Linked DNA regions of Mus musculus: all the other regions are linked to region 1. Evidence: chromatin contacts called from public HiCAR-type and promoter capture Hi-C data. All regions are on one chromosome and are shown on one strand. The core of a region is the stretch at or near the end of the contact, and the rest is flanking DNA. Distances in the headings are between cores, read along the strand shown.

Evidence for each region. Promoter capture Hi-C pulls out the DNA fragments that hold promoters and counts their contacts. HiCAR-type assays count read pairs that join an accessible place to other places.
Region 2: a contact with region 1 is called in a promoter capture Hi-C map of hippocampal neurons, with 6 times the contacts expected there. The contact joins the promoter of 1700125G22Rik here to the promoter of A830092H15Rik in region 1. A contact is called at or near these places in 3 of 39 promoter capture datasets (cranial neural crest, embryonic stem cells and hippocampal neurons) and 1 of 115 datasets of contacts at active chromatin or transcription factors (astrocytes).
Region 3: a contact with region 1 is called in a promoter capture Hi-C map of hippocampal neurons, with 4 times the contacts expected there. The contact joins the enhancer-like site here to the promoter of A830092H15Rik in region 1. A contact is called at or near these places in 3 of 39 promoter capture datasets (embryonic stem cells, hippocampal neurons and stem cell-derived epiblast-like cells), 1 of 484 Hi-C or Micro-C datasets (the G1E-ER4 cell line), 1 of 115 datasets of contacts at active chromatin or transcription factors (neural progenitor cells) and 1 of 9 other capture datasets (adipose tissue).
Region 4: a HiCAR-type map of astrocytes shows a contact between it and region 1, with 3 times the contacts expected there. The contact joins the promoter of Nceh1 here to the promoter of A830092H15Rik in region 1. A contact is called at or near these places in 1 of 39 promoter capture datasets (hippocampal neurons) and 1 of 115 datasets of contacts at active chromatin or transcription factors (astrocytes).

Annotation. Positions count from the first base shown.
Region 1 is chr3:26,330,696-26,333,395 of GRCm38.p6, forward strand. A830092H15Rik (a long non-coding RNA gene) reads left to right here and starts at 1,258. Exons shown (of 2, transcript XR_389623.4): 1 at 1,258-1,388; 2 at 2,167-2,700. It also overlaps a transcript of Nlgn1 not described here.
Region 2 is chr3:27,152,723-27,155,422 of GRCm38.p6, forward strand. 1700125G22Rik (RIKEN cDNA 1700125G22 gene) reads left to right here and starts at 1,304. Exons shown (of 3, transcript NR_040548.1): 1 at 1,304-1,588; 2 at 2,018-2,209. It overlaps Ect2 (ect2 oncogene), which reads right to left and starts at 1,156. Exons shown (of 24, transcript NM_001177626.1): 1 at 981-1,156.
Region 3 is chr3:25,772,883-25,775,582 of GRCm38.p6, forward strand. The region is part of intron 3 of Nlgn1 (neuroligin 1); the gene reads right to left. Among named protein-coding and RNA genes, the nearest start is that of Nlgn1, 380 kb to the right of the region's middle. Within about 2 kb of position 1,274, at least 32 of the 459 cell types and tissues checked have an H3K27ac peak or open chromatin away from gene starts, as enhancers often do. A contact at or near this core is called in hippocampal neurons and neural progenitor cells, where this site is marked.
Region 4 is chr3:27,181,665-27,184,364 of GRCm38.p6, forward strand. It overlaps Nceh1 (neutral cholesterol ester hydrolase 1), which reads left to right and starts at 1,340. Exons shown (of 5, transcript NM_178772.3): 1 at 1,340-1,551. The coding sequence starts at 1,414.

The DNA.
Region 1 (2,700 bases), core at 8-2,507:
TGTCTACCACTAAGGCCCTAGAAATGGAAGGAAAAAGAGAGAGAGAGAGAGAGAGAGAGAGAGAGAGAGAGAGAGAGAGAGAGAGAGAGAGAGAGAGAGAGAGAGAGAGAGAGAGAGAGAAAGAGAAAACAGTGGTACAGGCCAGAGCTCATTAGAATAATCACAAATGAATCAAATATGGGACATATTTCCCTCATTCCAATAACAGCCTAACTGCTTCCTCCGGAATAAATTATTCCTCGTTCAAAAACCTCATCCTAAATAATTTAAAATTTACTGCAGGTTGCTTTAATATTATGTCTACTCACAAGGCATTGTGCTGAGGCTGGCAGGAGTCAGTGGCGAACCGTTTAAACCTTGGGGTGGACTACCCTCTCTTCCCAGGAGAGTTTATTGCCCAACAATGCATAATCTATTAGTCGCTCCTCGCGGGGGATCCAGAAAGTGACATCTTGACTTGAACCAGCACGCAGATCGGAAAGCCACTTCAAAGGAAACCTTGTAGAGAAGAAGAGCAACTTTCTAATTCCTGTCAAACTAAGAGGCGGAACCAAGCCCAGAAGTAGCCTCAAGGCCTGGAGAGAGCAGAGCAGAGAGCCGACTCCACACTCCAGCCAAGGCTCAAGAAAGGCTTTGCTTCTGGAGGCGGCATTGTTCCTCCATCCGCTCAGCCTCCGCGTCTCCCCTCCGCGGACTCTCAGAATCACTGCCTTTCTCGGGTACCTCTCCGCCGACCTCCGGGATCTGGGTGCCTGGGTCCCAAGGCGCACCCAAGCAGGCTCACTGCAGAGGCTGGGGCGCCGCTCGGAAGACTAGGAGCCTCCGCACGAGTCCGCCCCGACCAGGGCAGCGCGCAGCGCACACTCAGTGTCTCACTCCTCTCGGCTTCCCTGGCTCCCACGGACTCGGTTGGCCTCTCACCACCCACTCGGGTTCGCCTTTCCTGCCTTGGCTTCCCACACCAGCTCCGCACCGCCGCCACAGCCGCGTCCCGACGCTCCGAACCCTAGCAGGCCGGGATGAAGGGATGCCAGGGTCAGGGATGCACCCGAAGGAGAAGAGAGGCTAAGGCGAGCCGGGGCAGGTGGGGAGTCGCGGGCTGCGGGAGAGGGCGTGTGCGAGCGAGCCCCCCGAGAAAGATGCATGTACTCGGCCACCCCGCTGGAAGAAGGACCGAGGGGGCAGGATGCAACGTGGAGAACGCCCACCGCGAGGGTGCGCAAAACCGGCGATTTGCAAAGTGCCAGGGCCAGACAGGCAGAGGGGGAGGAAGGAGGCTGGCTGAAGACCAGGAACAGAGAGAAGAGCCCACTTCTCCATCAAAAGGTCTGTTCGGTTAACGCATCCCCAGAGCAGGAGTTAATCGAGGACTGGATGCAGTGTAAAAGGTGGGTTTTAAAAAACTCGCTGGCCGCGTAGGTCTTCTTATGCTAGACTTAGCTCCCTCTCTCTCAACTCTGGGGATTTGCCCTCCCTGTGACACAACTGGAATTTACAGGAGCTGAAGCCCACTGTCCTCCTTGCTGTTTATCTGCATTTTGGAGATTCTATGAAACCTAGTATTGAAGAAACCACCCAGCTCATTAAAGTTCATTAATTTTTATTGTTTTTATTTTCATCAGAAGATAGTAGTGGAGACTTAACACCAAGATGTGTTTAAAACATTGATCTGATCGACATAGCATTTTGTTGTAGTTGTTGTTGTTGTTGTTTTTGTTACTGTTGTTGTATAAAGGACAAAATGTATTTTAAACCGCTAAAAGACAGAGGCAGGTACTGGGAAACTCAATCAAGTGGGGGAATACAAGACACATTTAAACTGTAATGGACTATCACATCTTTAACACAGTCACCCTCCCCAGCACCCGATCCCTCCTCCTGGGCCCCGGGGATTTTGGAAAAGGGTGGAGCAAGGTAGAGAACAGGGATGGGGTAGGGTTGGTGGAAAAGGTGAGGGCAGGTAGAAGCCAGCAGGAAGTTATCAGCAGTCCCTAGGACTGAGGTAAATGCCATGCCTAGTAGACTCAAGAGGCCCCCTTACCTTCTCTCTAAGCCCCCGTTGTACCTGCTCTGCAACCAGAAATACTTCTTGGTGCCTAGCGTTCAGCCTAAGGATGGCAGAACGTTAAACAGTTCTTCACTCTCCCTCCCCTTGTTCCAAACCAGGATCAAAAGAATGTGAATAATGGTCTCTGTGCTCATCAGCTCTGGAACATTTCGCTGTGTTGAGGAGAAGAAGATGAAAACCAAGCTTTGAGACGCACGTAAATGTATCATAAGCTACCCGACCGATATATAAACATATATAGGTTCTTTGCATGTAAATCCAAAAGAAGAGCACCCCAGAAGCCTCTGGAGGAGGGAGGGGGCTGGAGCAGCAAAACTTGGCAGAGCAAATGTATCCAAGGATTTCGTGCCAGAATTCCTGAGAAGCTTTGGAGGAAGAGGAAGAAAAAGAAAAATATGAAATTATCCCTAAACACACACTTGAAACTGGAGACGCCTAAAGGAGAGTAGAAACGGAGAAGATGAGGTTTTTCTGGGAACCACGGATCCGTCAGCCAAATGAGCAATCGCCACAGAAAATCCTAGGCGGAGCGGTAGCTCCAGATGGGTCCCCTGCTCGCGTCCCCGCCGCTGCCGCTGCTACCTGTAGACAGGCACACACACACACACACACACGCACACTCACGCGCGCAC
Region 2 (2,700 bases), core at 54-2,553, 820 kb after region 1:
TCTACAGACCTTTTAAAAATAAACACAACGGAATCGTGATCATAAAAACAATCTATCTTTGACTCGGGATGTGACTCAGCTGCAGTCAGTGTGCATGAAGTCATCCGCGGGCACCTCAGAAACCAGGTAAGGTGAAAGTACACCTGTAATCCGAGCACCCAGAAGAGGGGGTAGAGGCAGACAGAGTTCCTTGTCACCCTAGGCTCCACAATTCAAGTCTATGCTGGGGTACCTGAGATCTTGTCTCACAAACACATGGATTCTTTTAAACAAATAGTCATTTCAGCTTTTCTTTTAAATAAACCTTTTTTTTTTCCATAAACACGTCACACCAGAGTAAGGAACCCAAACTACAATAGTGTATACGTTATTGATAACAGTGCAATTAGCGATTCTCATTTACTTAGAGCTCAATATTTTAGTCACTATCTTAAATCTTTCCCTTGCCACTTTTTAACGCTTGCAGCCATCCTAAAAGACAAATGTCACTGTCATATCCAGTTTGTGGCTAAGGAAGTTGCTCACACAGCGACTCCTAGCCGGGTCTAACTGAGGGAGCTAAGTTAACCGCTAACCACACACATCTGTGGCCAGGAAGGGGCGGGGCGGCCTGTGTTTTATATTTTTAAAAATTGAAAATCGGAATTCTACAGGAATTCCAGAGGGAAACCACAAAACAATCAAGGCAGCTCGGGGCTGCGGCGGGCGGGCGGGAGGCCAAAATCCCGGTCCCAACTGCGCCCTTCACCCTGAGGCGCCGGACAGAAGCAGAATAGATAGAGAGCCCAGCCTCCCGCAAGGAAGGGCCGGGACGAGAGCAGAGGGCAGGACAGGAGGCGGATGTGGGGAAGGAGGATGGAGGGGAGCGGGACAGACAGGTACGCAGCCGTGGGAGCTCACCGCGGCGGGGGCGCCGGCCTTGGTCGCCACGGCCCGTGCTCAGTTCCGGGTTCCCGAATCCCTTCCCGTCCCCCACTCACCCCGCAGTCCTCACCACGCTCAGAGATTTTAAAAAGGAACCACGACGGCGCAGTCCTCGCTTATCCTTCTCAAACACTAAGTCTCCCCCTCACAGGCGCCGCCATGGCTCGAGAGAGGCTGCCGCCTCCGATTCAAAAAAATCCAGTCGCTCTCTCTAAGAGCCATGCTGATTGGCGCGCTCTGTCAACCTCCTTTTGATAGGCTGGAACCTCGGGCGGACTGCCGATTGGTCAATCCCAACGTCTGCCTTCGGGAGGCGCCGGCTGATTGGTTGTGAGTGTGTTTCAAATCCGGTAAACGGCTGGAGCGTGCGAACGTCGGCGGAGTGCCCGGATGTGGGCTTGAGGAGGCGTGGCTCTGCAGCGCCTCTGGATGCAGCAGGTGTTTCTGTGGTTACCGCTTGTTTACTCCGTAAACAGCCCAGTTCCTGATGAACGGTCTCTCTGCCATCACCTCCAACTTCAAGAAAAAGTACCAAGCACCGCAAACCGATCCGCTCTTACTACTAACCAGATTTTATTTTTGAAGACAAGCTTGCATCTGAGTAATTAATATAAAAAAGTGTATAAGGAGATTTTAGAATCTCCTGAAGCAAAACTGCTTCTGGGTGGGTTGCTCCCTCCCCACCCCAACTCCCAGCTTAGGAATGTTAGTGACTGTGCTTGGAAGTCTAGAAAAGAAGGGATTGTTTTACCCCTGGGATCAGTATTGCTATTTTGAAATTTGTTTCTAGATGGAATGTTCTATAATACAGTCGCCTAGGCATACACTTCTAGCTGGGTGTGGTCTCAAAGCCTGTACTAAGGAGGACAAGACCAGCCTAGGCTATAGGAGACCAGGACTCAAAACAATTATTTTTCACTTTCAAAACCTTACCAAGTGTTTGGATCGGTTGCTAGGCCCCAAATCTCATTAAGAGGTTTTTAAAGCACTTTTGAAATTTAGATTGATAAATTTTATGTGTCTTTTTGCCTATACATATTATTTTTTCCTGAACGTATGTGCATTTGTGAGTGCCTGCTGTCCTTGGACATAGGAGGAGGCCAGATCCCCAGAGACTGGAATTACAGAGAATGATGAACCACCAGGTGGGTGCTGGAAATCAAACTCACGGCCTATGTGTGAGAAACAAACGCTTTAAACCACTGAGCCAACTCACTTTAAGCCCAAAATCTACTTTAAAACCAAAAGAACTTCTTGACAGCCTAAGCAGTTCGACAAGTCTACGGTGAGTTCATAGAATGAGTAAAACAATCTATAGTTTTGTCTGTCTGGTTGGTTGGTTTTTAGGGTTTTTTGCCTACCAGTATCTATGGCCTGCCAATCACTAGAATTCCGCACTAGCCTTTGGAGTGGAAGAAAGGAAAAATCGGCCTGGACCTTGCCCAGAGAAGTGTGCTTGCAATTTAAACTGGGGTGTGTCTGGCATTCCAAGCATTCTCCTCACTAAAGTAGAAGGCAGCCGCCTCCTTTGTGCCCTGCCCGAGGAGAGCTAGCTTCCCAGTCTGTTGGGTGAGAGTGTAGGATTGCAGTGCAGGAAGGCTAGCTTAGCCTCTTACAGCGAGGGCAGCCCTTTGGTGAGAAATGAACAAGAGATACTATCTTCACCTGCAGGTTGTTATTTACTCGGCAAATCTGTATTAAGTGTAAGAAAGTATTTGCTTGGGGGAAAGCATGAATAAGGGATAGACACAGCCTGTCAGAGTTGGGGGCTGGGAG
Region 3 (2,700 bases), core at 24-2,523, 560 kb before region 1:
GAATTTTATTCCACAAAAGTAAGGGTATGTATGTATATATATACACATACATAATCTATAAAGAAACTAACTAACTGTGTGTAGATACAAAAACATAAAGACGTGCACAACCTTATGCAAGCCTTGGACAAAACCTAAAGGAAAAGCAATAACATACTATGCATTAACAAGTGATTTCAGTTCACCAGGTAACCTTTTTTATTTTATTTATTTATTTATTTATTTATTTATTGGCTTTTCAAGACAGGATTTCTCTGTGGTGTAGCCATGGCTGTCCTAGAACTCACTCTGTAGATCAGGCTGGCCTCAAACTCAGAAATCTGTCTGCCTCTGCCTACCAAGTGCTAGGATTAAAGGAATGCACCACCACCGCCCAGCTACCAGGTAACTTTTTAATCATTTAATACGAGTTGAAGTATATGAATTAAATTATTAAGAACAGGAAATGTAAACATATCTTTTAAATAACAGAATTAAAAAAAGAAAAATATTAAATAGGATTTTCCCCGTTGTATCAAGGACAATCAGTGTACAGGTACGCATGGGTCCAAAAGCCAACCTCATCTCTAATGAAAGAGCAGCAGATAAGAATGCAGAAATATGAACTAAGCATCTGTGTGTGACACTAGGCAGAAACCATATTGTGTTTGACTCAAAGTGGTGGTGCTTAGGGTCACCCTGTCAGCTGGGAGATGCCTTCTTTAAGAAGCCCAGACTGCTTGCACAGGGTGACTGCAACCATCCTGGCCCCCTTTTCACAAATGCAACATAGAGGGTAGAGACTGACAGCTTGTTAAAAGCTAATTAGGATGAGTAGGACAGAGGCAAGCCTTGTGCAGGCAAGTAGGCACATTTTTGTCCTCAATTATGCTGAAGACTAAACTGCTTCTAAAAGCAAGTAGGAGAAAGAGTGCTTTTTATATACTGAACATCTCATGTTAATATTTGTTAAGAGTAGAAAATTTGCATTCAGAAAAAATAATGTATGTGTAAAATAAACAATGTTGCGCTGGCATTGAAAATATGTGCATATTTTTTACAGGGGAAAATGGCATTCCAGCTCATTAAATTATGTCAAGAATCATAGCTGAAACTCAACACAGACTGTCACCAAGCATCACACAAATAATATGGCATGGGTTGGCAGCTGAATACTACAGACTGTGCAAATAATGACAAGAAAAGCCTTTATTCCCGAACCACTTAGTGCAGATTCCAGCCAGCTCTGCACACTCTGGAGGCAAGAGCATTATGTACAGGGAAATTAGGTTTACACCCACATCAAGAAAATGCATTTGTTAGTAGAAGGTGTGGGAGGAAATGCCAGTCGCGGTACAGATGCAACCAAGGACACCAGGGAGCGCAGTTTCTGGTTCCTGTTCCCCACCTGTCCTCCAAAGGGAGCCCCAGACATGATGGAAAATACCTTCTTTTCTAAAAGTATTTCCAAAGGTTTGTGAAATCAAGCAGAAGAGGCATGGATTAGAGCCTTCTATCAGACTGTGTTATTGACTTTCAAATCAGGTCAAATGAGGCCCAGATTGGATGAAAGCAATCCAATCAAATTTCCATTTAATACCAGGTAAAGGGAGCTTAAGAACCTAAATTATTCAGAAAGTGGCCTCTGTCTCATTTCTCTACACCATCCAAGTTCGTCAGATATAAAGTTATCCAAAGTACTCCAGCTAGGGAGAACAAATAAAAATCTTTGATTAAAATAAAAACATTGCTTAAAGTTCGTCTCTTTATTATGAACCATTTATCCGCATAATCATTTCTGGACACTAACTCTACGTAACTCTTATGAATTGGCATAAACACATCTTCAAGGAGCTAATGGTTGAGCAAGGGCAAAAAGAAAGACATAAATATAAATCGTTCAAATACAGGTTTAAAATGAAGGGAGAAGATGTTACCCAATGTTAAATCGGTCACTAAAAACAGAGGAGGGTTCCACCTTTGCCAGCAGAATCTGATGCTGGAGACACTGACAGACTGAATCAGGAGTTCCCCTTTCCAGCTTAGCCTGCTACAGAGCCTCTATTCCGGATCATGGACGGACATGCTCAACTTCAGAGGCTGAGGAGTGTGAAGCCGATTCTCACAGCATCCCCACCATAGAGCCACGTTTCTATTCAGCAGCTGAGGTTACTACTGACTTCCTGGCAGCTGTATACAAACAGCTTCAGCCAGACGTCAAATGGCCATTCTCTGTGACATTGTGTTCCCCTCCATATGCTCATTCAGGATTCATTCGAAACTGAATCAATTTGGGAATATAATAAACTATGAAATGATATTTTAAATCTGCCCATTTCTAAAAAGGTAGTTTGATGTTTACCTCCTGGTTCCATTTTAACTCTCTGTGTATGGGGACAAAATTTCACTGGATATTGAAAATGAAGTTTCCAAACTACTAAACAATAAAATGTTTTTTTCTTTATTTTTCTTTGGTGCTTTCTCTAATGCTAGCTGGCACATGAGTGCATACGCCTGTCAAATATTCACTCATTATGTGCGTTCACTGTCACCTCACTTGGAAAACATAAGCAAACATATTTATTAGCAATGATGTGCGGAAGAGGCTGACTTGCCTCTGTTTTACCACTTAGTGAATAATTCTTTAGCAGCTGCAAAACATTAAATGTTAAGTAGAAATACAACTCCGCAGCTTTCAGTGGTGGTTCTTGAATAACAAAA
Region 4 (2,700 bases), core at 90-2,589, 850 kb after region 1:
CAAGCTATGAAGGAAGCATCAAGAATCACTGTAGTTTCTTAAAACAACAGCAGCCACTTGGCGGTGGAGAAATGGCTTGGTAGCTAAGTGTTCACTTTTCAAAGGTTTTGCGAAGGACCAGAGTCCAGTTCCCTGCGCCCATGTCAGGCCGCTCAGGATCCAGGGAATCCCGTGCTCTCTTCTGGCATCCACAAACACTTGCTCTCCTGTGCACATTTCCACACAGAGATACACACATCACATAATTAAAAACAAACAGTTTACGATAAGATCTTTGCTTTACTGATTATATATGGTGCTGAGAAGTAACCCCAGGGCTTTGTGTGTGTGGGGGGGGAGAAGCACTCTGTCATTGAACTGAATTCCCAGACCTTTTTTCTATTATTTTTTTTTTCCAGCAAGGTTTCATATAACCCAGGTTGGCTTCAAAATCCTGGTCCTCCTGTTTCCACCTTCCCAATTCTGAGATTACAGGTGCTATCACCAGGCCCAGCTGAGGGCATTTGGAAGCCAACACTGGCCTTATTGCATGAGCTATGAGAAATCAGGTATTAGTTCTCTCTCTCTCTCTCTCTCTCTCTCTCTCTCTCTCTCTCTGTGTGTGTGTGTGTGTGTGTGTATGTGTATCTGTGTGTTTGTTGTGCAATGCCCCCCATATAGCCATGGGTGGCTTAGAACTCACAATGTGAACCAGGCTGTGTGCACCACCATGCCAGAAACTCTCTTTTTAAACCGCTTACTGACTTTATCAAGTGTTTCTCTCGAGAGGAGTTTTGGTATCTTTTGCAGTAGTCTCTTTGTTTTGATCAGATGCTTTATATTCTTTGAAAGTTGCACAGTGCAACTATCTGAGTTTTCTATTTGCTTGTTTGTCTGATACTTTGGTTTTCTTGAGGCAGGGTTTCTCATCTAGCCCAGTATGGACTCAAACTTGTTATGCAGTCCAAGATGACCTTGGCCTTCATCCTGTCTCCTCCTTTCAAGACCAAGGATAACAGTTAAGTGTGCCAAACCCAACGGATTTATTGTTTGTTTGTTACTGTTAGTTTTTCTTCTGATACTATTTCTGGTAGCTCAGGCTGACCCGGAACCCCTTTTGCCACACCTTCAGAGGCAGCTTGGCATCGCAGGCAGTCATACTCACAGTGTCCGCCAGGGGTTGCTGGTTGCTGTGTGTCCTCCGGGCTGCACCACCCTGCTTCCTGCAACCTGGCGAGCCCGCAGCTATTCGCAAGGACACCGCGGAGGGGGCACATCCGCGCTCCCACTTCCTCCCGACGCAGCCTGTGATTGGCTCGCAGCCTGAGGAGGAACACGTGAAACAGCAGCTGCGGCTGGCAGAAACTTGCTGGTCTTCTCCGGGTAGCATCGCACCGTACCGCGGTCAGCTCCGGACAGCCCGGCCTGGGGACAATGAGGTCGTCATGCGTCCTACTGGCCGCTCTGCTGGCTCTGGCTGCCTACTACGTGTACATCCCACTGCCCAGCGCGGTGTCCGACCCCTGGAAACTGATGCTGCTGGACGCCACTTTCCGCGGCGCGCAGCAAGTGGTGAGCAGAGCGAAAGGGGATGCCCCGTCTCGTCCTTGCTCCTCTAAACGAAACCCCCATCGCTTATCCCGGTTGCCCATGGGCCCTTTGAGGATGTCACATTTGCATCCTTGTCCTGCAATAGGGATATCCCGTGTTTCCGTGAACGCGCATCTGCCTCTCCCTGCTTCTTCTGATCTCTGGGGTCTGAGGGTGTCGTGTTTGCATCCGTGTAATGCAGTGGGGGCACCCGGTGTCACCCATGTTTTCTCAGAGTGCACGATTCCCCAGGACCCCTAGCCCGGGCACCGAGGATGTCCTGTTCGCATCCTTGAAGTCCACAGGCAGATAGGAGTGGAAACAGGTGAAGTTCTCCTCGCCTGGCGTCTCTGACAGCTGTTTAACCTTTCCTAGGACCTAATTAGCTCCCCTGCTTTCTTGGTTCGCTGTGTCTTGAGCCAGAGCCTTTGGTAATTTATAAACCACCTCGCCCCCACCTCTGTTGTCCCACTGGCTTGCAAAGGAGGAGTTAATTTTTTTTTTTTTTGCTAAGGGGATTGTGATTCACCGGTGAGCAGAAGCGGGCACAGGCAGTCTCCTAACGTCCCCAGGCCTTAGCGCTCCTTCTGGGGATCGCAGGCTAGGAGGAACCGCTCTGACCTTCGGTTCTCTCCCTGGCATTTCTCAGCTCAGCGGAAGAAAAGAAGGCCGGGAGACTAGCAATCCCGGAGGGCTGTAACGGTCCCTGTTTGAAGGCTGTTTTCTTGTGGCATTTGTTTTGCGTCCTTCGATGTCTGGGAGATAACCTTGGCCTGAGCCGGAGCGGTGTGGCCTTCTTTTAACCTGCAGGGTGGCATTTCTCTGCACTGTATCCTGCTCCTGCACATTGCTCCCCCGTGGGGAGGACAGTGTCATTGGTTTATTCCATGATAGGAGGATTGCTTTTAGTATCAGAAGCGCAGTCTGCAGCTAAGGCTGAACGCCATGACTGCATCGTATTTTTGAGTAGTCAGAGATATGCAGGTTCCCAGCGCTTCTCCACAATCAAGCCACCCTCCACCTCTGCCCAACACTGAGCCTTAATACTGTTTGTTTTGTTTTTTCAAGACAAAGTTTCTTTATAACCCTGGCTATACTGGAACTTGCTCTGTAGACCAGGCTAGCCTCTAA